Linked DNA regions of Mus musculus: region 2 is linked to region 1. A link is a contact called in public Hi-C data. All regions are on one chromosome and are shown on one strand. The core of a region is the stretch at or near the end of the contact, and the rest is flanking DNA. Distances in the headings are between cores, read along the strand shown.

The links. A called contact is a pair of places that touch in the nucleus more often than the background predicts.
Region 2: a Hi-C map of the N1E-115 cell line shows a contact between it and region 1, with 4 times the contacts expected there. A contact is called at or near these places in 11 of 39 promoter capture datasets (3T3-L1-derived adipocytes, the HPC-7 cell line, HPC-7-derived erythroid cells and 7 more), 9 of 484 Hi-C or Micro-C datasets (the G1E-ER4 cell line, the HL-1 cell line, the HPC-7 cell line and 5 more), 19 of 130 datasets of targeted methods (the G1E-ER4 cell line, the NIH/3T3 cell line, bone marrow-derived dendritic cells and 11 more) and 2 of 9 other capture datasets (adipose tissue and liver).

Annotation. Positions count from the first base shown.
Region 1 is chr19:30,332,945-30,337,297 of GRCm38.p6, forward strand. No RefSeq gene overlaps it. Among named protein-coding and RNA genes, the nearest start is that of Gm36319, 60 kb to the right of the region's middle.
Region 2 is chr19:30,547,081-30,551,433 of GRCm38.p6, forward strand. It overlaps Dkk1 (dickkopf WNT signaling pathway inhibitor 1), which reads right to left and starts at 2,416. Exons shown (of 4, transcript NM_010051.3): 1 at 2,054-2,416; 2 at 1,698-1,866; 3 at 483-632; 4 at 1-358. The coding sequence starts at 2,299. The coding sequence ends at 105.

The sequences.
Region 1 (4,353 bases), core at 1,512-4,011:
ATGCACTTGGAATTGCTACAGAGATATTTGCCCTCACGAGGTATCTTGGGCTCCTTATAATGACAGTTTCTTAAGCTGGGAGCCTTGGTTTTTCAAGTTTATGACACATCACTTGGTCTTCATCAATAGCAAAGAAGAAGCTTGGATAAAGGCTCAGTGTCATGTTTTAGAGTTATAAAGGATATTATAGCTCAGATTACCTTTGCAAAGAGCTATAGACCAACTGGCTTACAAATAACAGAACTTTCTTACAATCCTGGGAGACAAAAGAGCGTGAGGTGATGCTGTAGTCCATTTTACAAGGCACTAACCCATCCATGAAGATGCATCCATCAGACCCAATCGCCTCCCCATTTCTATCACACCATGGCTGAGATCTCAACATATGAATTGAGAAGAGAGGGTAAAACAAAACCTTAGCGTTTGGGGAGGAGCAAAGCTGCCATTTAAATTCCTCTTATAACTCATTAAGTTCAATCTTTATGCCTCTCTCCTAAGAGGGTCTCTCCATGCATACTCCACTTAAATTGCAACTTGTGATGGAGACTACCATAAACACTGGTAAATCATTAGATCAAAAGTTGTTAGAGTGTGACATAAGGATCCAGAATGGGGAGAGCAGATAAAAACAGAGGCAATTCTTTTAGACAGGAACAATTCTGAGTCAGAGTTTTTGACTGTGGGATGGCAGCTTCATCCCTCTACTTGATGCCCTGTCTTTTCTACTAGAGGGAGGCTCTACAAGTTCCCTTTTCCCACTGTTGGACATTTCATCTAAGGTTCCTCCCTTTGAGTCCTGAGAATCTCTCACCTTCCAGGTCTCTGGTACATTCTAGAGGGTCCCCCCACCTCTTACCTCCCGAGGTTGCCTGTTTCCATTCTTTCTGCTGGCCCTCAGGGCTGCAGTCCTGTTCCCCTCCACCCTCAATACCTTAAAGAACTGCAGGGACAAATATAGAAAAGAGATTGAGGGAAAGGAGGTTCAGTGACAGGCTCAAATAGGTGCCCAGCTCAACGGGAGGCTCCAAGGCCTGACACTATTACTGAGGCTATGGTGTGCTTACAGACAGAAGGCTAGCATGGCTGCCCCTCTCCCTCAGAGGCCCAACAAGCAGCTGAAACAGTCAGATGCAGATGCTTACACCCAACTAATGGACAGAAACCAGGGACCCCTATGGTTGAATTAGGGAAAAGCTGGAAGAAGATGAGGAGGAGGGTGACCACATAGGAAGACCAGGAGATGGCTCAGACACTGAGCCACCAACTAGGCAGCATCCACCAGCTGATATGAGGCCCCTGACATATACAGCAGAGGACTGCCTGGTCTAGCCTCAGTGAGAGAAGATGCACCTAACCCTGGAAAGACTTGAGGCCCTGGGGAGTGGGGAGGTCTGGTGGGGTGGGGACATCCTCTTGGAGATGGGGTAGGGAGAGAAGGTATGGGATGAGGAACAGTTAGAGAGGAGACTGGGAGGTGGATAAAGACTGGACTATAAAAACAGATTAATGAATTTAAAAAAAACCCAAAAAACAAAAAAATCATAGGCAGGCAGTTTTCCTCCAGTGCTAAGGTGTATATATTTAGATTTTCCTTAATTGACTAGAGACTTAGGCTTAAGTCATATTTTGGGCTCCATCATTACCACTCATCGATGGCTCTTGGTATTAAAGGGTTAAGACGCCCTTAGACAAGACTGGGATGAAAAGCACTTCTGGGAAAACATGAAGAGAAGGGAACTATAGGGGAAGAGGAGACAGCAGAATTCAACTTTTCCTGTCAAAAGACTGGGAGGGACTGTTTTGTTACAACCCCCAGATATGGAATTTCCCAAAATGTAATTTACAAGAAGGGATAAAACAGCATCATGCCCTGAGAGTTAATGGCCAAGAGAGAGAGAAAAATTAGTATACCTGCACACTTGTTAGACATTCAAGGTCACAAATGCCACTTCTCTTCCACACTGTCCTTGACAGATGGCCTCGAAGAAGAGAGCAGAAGAAGACGCAGGAAGACTAAGAATCTCAGGCAAGCACTAGGCATAGTGGTGCTTAGTATCTGTAACCCCAGTACTTGGGTAATAGAGGAAGAAGTACCAAGTGTTCAATGCCAACATTAATTTCAGAGTGAGTTCAAGGCCAGCCTTACTGCATGAGATTTTGTCTTAAAGCAACAGCAACAAGATCCCCTTCCTGTAAGTCTATAAAGTGAAGCCACAGAGATATTACAAAGAGAATCTGCTTCCAGGGAACAAATATAGAATCACCTCATAAATTTGATTTTCTTTTAGAAGAGACAATAGCACACTCTTTTTCTTTAAAAGAGCAAAACAGTTATAATTAATGTGGGGACTGTACATTCAATATTTAATGAAAGGAGAGTGGACATAAATATACTATCAGCATAGTTTGGTAAAGTTTAATAAAAGATCTTTGGATTTAGCTCGCCTGTATACATTGTTATGGTAGAAAGCAATTGTTCACTAACTTACATCTTTAAGTAAACTTTTGCTATTTACGTAAACTGCAGTCTAACAATTTTTTAAAAAAATTTATGGCAGAGTTTATCAGATTACTGGTATACATATATTCAAGTGACAGGCATGAAATTATCAGAAAGATCGTATCTCTCTCATTTCACTAAACCAGATAGGCTTCTTCATAATATATTTGTAATAAGATCTAGCATTACAACAGTTTGCCTGTTCTCAATGCTCTTGGTCACAAAGGAAGTGATTCTGACAGGGAACTTTTCAAGTCTACCTAAGTGCTCGCCTTATTAGGTTATCTCTCCCATTGGTCCCTTAATTCTCAGATAAGGAAATGTTTGCTGAGCCACAGGAAGAACAAGCTTATACTTAAGAAAACACTAACAGAGAGACCTAAGGCAGCGACAGCTCATCTGGCTTTATACTTAGCTGTTAGGCTTGAAAATGTTTCCATTAATAAATACTATGTCATTTTTAACAGAGATTAAATTTCCCATGCATTTTGTTATGCATGCATTACCTCCTGTTTAGAGTAGCTTTAGCGAGTTTTTTCTTTTTTAACTTTAGTCTTTCCTTTTATGAATGTTGCCTGGCCAGCAGCCACCAGAAGAGAACAATTTAACCAACATTCTCTGAGTAACAAAAGATCTGGAGTCTGATAGAAAAAGAAGCACTAAGACAAGCGGAGAACATTTGGGTTAAAATAATTACAAACTGGACTATACATTATTTAAACCCTGGTGAAAAAGGCTGAAGTTATATCCTGTTATTTTCTTTTTCTGAAATCCTTAATTAACAACACCCTATCTCCCCAAAAGACCAAAACAAAACCCCAGCCCCCCACCCACTTACCCACCCAATCAACCAAATAAACAAACAATCCAAGAAACATACTCTGGTTTGTCTCAATCAAATCGCTTACACGCCTGTCAGTGTTCTACAGAATTTTATCTTTTACCGTATTTAACGTCCATCAAACCCCAATAGTATGTAGAATGGTGATTATAATTATACAAATGAGACTTGAAAGAATTGCACCTAAGTAGGTTTGGTTTTCCCCCCAACCCTCCATATTAAAGAGGTTGAAAGCTAAGAAGGCAAAGTCTTTCGAGCCTCAGGTTAAAGGAATGTAGGCATGGTCAGGGACGGGAATCTCTTCCCACCATCACCTAGCTGCACCCAGACTTGTGCACTGTCAGCATCTTCCGGTGCCTTACGTGGTAATTACATCTGTCTCAGCATTTTGAGAACAAAATGAGATTGTGTCGCAGATACATATGAGGTGTTGTTAACTAGGAGAAAGTTCCCCCATGCTTTCAGTGAGAACTAAGTTAGATGGCTTGGTATACATGAGTTAAAAAAAAATAAAAATAAAAAATAAAAAATGCTTGGCGATATTACCTTGTCAAGGCTAATAAATAGTAATGGTTATTAAAGATCTCTCTCTCTCACTCACTTTTTTGCTCTCTTCGTCTGTGTGTGTGTGTGTGTGTGTGTGTGTGTGTGTGTATGTGTGTGTGTAAGCATTCCAGTGTATGAGGCTACCTTGCAAACCCTGACCCTTTGTCAGGGCTAGGATACACCATGTTCCCTTTGTGCTACACAGTCATGAACCACGGTTTCCATGTTTAAGAAAGATCTGGTGCTGCCATTCCCAATTCATGACCCCACATGTCAGTGTCACAGGTCTGTTTTGATCTTTGAAGCACCTCTTTCTGAGCCGTTCTCTGACTCCTTGCTTTTATGGGAAGGAGACCTGGTGCCTGCATCAGATATTATTAACCTGAAGAGAAACACAGATCATGGAGTGACAGATGTGCCTTGTGACATAAGCATGCTGTGACTTCTGAGAGCCTAAGACAGACAC
Region 2 (4,353 bases), core at 1,166-3,665, 210 kb after region 1:
ACACACTGAAGATTCCTACATCCTTGGGATTGAGCTGACAAATCATAAAGGATTTTCGTAGCATATATTAGATAAAAAGAGTCCATCATATTTAGACTGTCGGTTTAGTGTCTCTGGCAGGTGTGGAGCCTAGAAGAATTGCTGGCTTGATGGTGATCTTTCTGTATCCTGCAAGCCAGGCCTTCCCCGCAGTAACAGCGCTGGAATATCTCCAGCCCGTGGGAGCCTTTCCGTTTGTGCTTGGTGCACACCTGACCTTCTTTAAGGACAGGTTTACAGATCTTGGACCAGAAGTGTCTTGCACAACACAGCCCTGCGGCACAGTCTGATGATCGGAGGCAGACGGAGCCTTCTTGTCCTGTGAAGGAGACAGAAGGAAAATTACAGTTACTGCGAGGCCTGTACCATCCCACTGAGACAATTCTAAATGCACTTCTGATATATTAAATGGGAAAGGCTGAGCCTGAAAGCCCCTTTACTACCTTTGGTGTGATATATTTTTGAAGTCAGTGTGGTTCTTCTGGGATATCCATCCCCCGCGGCGGCGTTGTGGTCATTACCAAGGTTTTCAATGATGCTTTCCTCAATTTCCCCTCGAGGAAAATGGCTGTGGTCAGAGGGCATGCATATTCCTAAGAAAACCAGAAATAGTGATTAATCCTCAGGCTGTAGTTTGTTGCTGCTAATAGCCAAGACAGGAGCAGTGGGTTATACAGACACCACTGTGAGTTACCTCACTGCTGTTGCTGCCTTTCTATTTACCAAAACTCCCCAGAGAAAGCAGTATCAATGAGTGTACTGTCGAATCGTATGGAACGCCTCAGGTATAGCCATTTTAAATGCTTTCCTACTAATTGTAGTGGAGGCAGTAGAGACTTTTCTGTCTATTTTAATATTACCCTTTGGGCTAGGAAAAAGAAATCCAGTCACTTAAAAGAAATTAATCTTAAAAAATAACTTCTCTGCTCTGGGTGCTAGCTGCGCAATGCAGTTCCGGCTGCCTGGAAGACTGCGATCTCACCCGCTAGTTACTTTACTGTATAATTTTGATATTACGGAGATTTTAGTGAGTTGACTCTGGAATGCTGCTGTAACCTAGGAAGTTAGCCACCCCTCAAGTTTATTTCTGGAGACTTCTTTGAGACATTAACATTTTGTGGATCTGTGGTTGTGTGTGTGTGTGTGTGGGGGCAGTACTTCTTTGAAGGTAGTTGAGGGTGGAGGGAAAGGGGAGAAGGGATGGAGAGCTAGGGGTGTAAGCGGTACAGAGATCTCTTTTAAAAGCTGGCCAGCAGAGATTAATCATTCTAGCTCCCCGTTGACAACAGTTGTAATAGCCTTAGAGGAAAGAGAGACTGGCAAAGCCACGCAGAGTCCACCTTAAGAAAAAAACGTCTGGCTCCCCTTTCAGAACGACCTCTCCCCCTTTCTCAAGTGCCCCAAGGCTCCCTGAAGATAATTGTTTGATGGAAGGGTCCACTTTCAGGTCTTGTTGTTAGATCACAGAGGGAGGCAAGGAAAGATAAACTTTCAAGTGCTCAAACACAAGCCAGTGACGATGTGTCAGGAGAACCCTTGCATGAGCACGCGTTTGCAGGTGGCGCCACCTTAGCTTTGACAGAACCAGAGCATTTCATTTGATTCCTGGGTCCTCAAAGGCAAGGTGGTTCTAATTTAAAAAGGAGTCCAAGACTCACCATTTTTGCAGTAGTTCCCGGGGCAGCACATAGCGTGCCTCATGCAGCGCTTCCTGCGCTTTCGGCAAGCCAGACAGATCTGTACACCTCCGACGCCGGCTGCCCCGCGGCTGGGGCTGGAGCAGTACTCGTCAGAGCCGCACTCCTCATCTTCAGCGCAAGGGTAGGGCTGTGGGAAGGGAGCGGACTGGTGAGCAACTCAAGCATCCTGGTACCCACACCTTCAAGGTCCCCATCTGCCTCTTCAAAAGCCCCTTAAGCGCGCTGCTCTTAATGCAGTGATTCCAAACACACCCCAAATCTCACACACCTAGATCTTTCTGAGACCCCCGTCGGGATCACAGCACCCCTCTTACCTGGTAGTTGTCAAGAGTCTGGTACTTGTTCCCGCCCTCATAGAGAACTCCCGGCGCCACACTGACAGCAGAGCCCGGCTGCCCCCCAGCACCACCCAGCGGTGGGGGCAGGTTCTTGATCGCGTTGGAATTGATGAGAACTGAGTTCAAGGTGGCACTGGCTCCTAGCAGAGGGAGGCTGCAGAGAGCCATCATTGTAAACACGGCCAAGAACCGGACAGCTGCCGCTGCACACACAACCATCATCTCCGAAGGACGCAAACAGGCAAAGGTCAGGAAAAGAGAGGTCACTTTGCACGGCGGCTGGCTGCAGAGTCTGGACTGCGGAACCTCAACTTCGGGACCTCCGCTGGTGGAGTCTCTGGCTGCCAGGCGCACAGCTCTGCACCGCCACCGCCACCTCTGGCTGCCTTTATACTCAGGCTCCCAGCCCTCCCAGCTCCTCAGGGAAGACAACAAAGCCGGGATGGGATTTCAAAGCTTTGGGAGGAGCTGGGAGGGGGAGTGTTTGTGTGTCGGAAGCAGGGAGGACTTTGACACTCTCCCCTCGCCCCTCCCTTGCACTGTGGTCCCCTTGTCCAGCTCACCTTAGAGTGTGGGTCACTAGAGCACTAGAGCATTAGAGCCTAGCCCAAACTTATAAATAAATAAATAAATAAATAAATAAATGGCGGGAGGGTGCACTCTGTGAGCTTGAGTGTTCTGCTGTGGGGCTGGGTTAGTTCTGTCTGAAATCCTTGTCAGAGTTAAAAGTGATAGAATATACAAAACCACGTTTCTTCTCTTCCCCATATGAGTACCCTCGCTTTCTGCGCACGCAAATAATATTCAGTATTAAATACAATGCGAGCAGCCATTCATCAAAGGTTTTGTGAAAAGCCCAGGTGGCTCCTATAGTTGCTGATTAACCCTTTAGCGTTGCGATTTGCAAATGAGGTTCTTGTCTTTTAAGTTTGTCTAGTTGCTTCCCCACTTCCCACTCCCTCCCTCCCCCCACCCAACCCTACACACACCAGGAGAAAAAAAAATGTGCAAAGACAAGAAAATTTGCACATCAAATGAGGATGCCAAGGGAAGAACTAATTCGCTTTTGATGGTGAGTTTGGGGGGGTTGGGGGTGGAGGCGAGAGACTGCCGTTTGGAAATTAAATCAGGGATGGAGGGGAGAGGGAAATAGGCACCCGATAATCAAACTATTTAATGTGGTTCTTTGAATCTGGTCAATCCCAGCAGTAGATGAACTTGATTAAGCAGACACATGAGATCAAAGTGGCTCTGAGCCAGAGCGGACAGGGTCCCTGAGCCTGGTCAGTCCTCTTTCCCTGGTTCCCTGTTCCCAGCGGTGGGTTAATAGAAGAAGATAAGAAACCCGAAGGCTTAGCTCCCGGCTTTCTCATTAGTGTTTCATATCGCTGAGCAGGAGAGGGCTTGCTTTTGATCCCAAATCAAACCTCGTCCAGGACAGGACAGGACAGGAGGAATAACCCTCTAGGGAGATAACAGAGGACCTCCTGGAAAAGAAGTGCTGAACCTAAATCAGAGAATGAATTTGAAGGGGTTTCGCCCAGTGTGTAAAATAAGAAACAACATGGACATAAGAATGCCGTGCTTATAAATTAGCGGTAATGTATGTAATAATGACTTTTATTAAAGTCAGTCTTTTATCCAACCATCACAGTGCTAAAAGAGACAGTTGTCATGAAATAACAAAAGATAAGAAATGTGAATGGATAATGTTTAAGAACAGATCGATAAATCTGAGACCACAAGCAACTGTTGTATGAGACTGAAAAGGAAGAAATGATCTGAAATCCTTGTTGGAGAGGGTGAGCTGAGATGTCCTTTGTAGCCCCTTAGCTTCTGGATCTGCTAGAATTATTCACGACACCGCTTTATCTATAATAGTTATTCTTAGGAAGCCCCCCACCCCCACAATAGCCAATGACAGTCTTGTACAAATATAACCCTGAAGTTGAGCTAGGAGGGATATTATGAACAATATTTAAATATCTGTTTGGTGGATTTCAGAACTTAAGTGTCTTCCAAGTAACTTTTAATGTTGCCTCAATTCTACCCCAAACTCCATTCATCCCGAAGAATTTCCTGTGGTTTGTTGAAAGTCTAACATGGATTAAATCCTATGTACTTATCTGGCTTTTATTAGGAATATGTGCAATTGTGTAGCAAGGCTAGTTACCCACAGATCTTTAAAATATTTGAAAACAATGAACAGGTTTTAAAATTTTGTTTAAAAGTGAATATTAGGAATAATAAAGGGGGACAAATAACTAACAATAAAT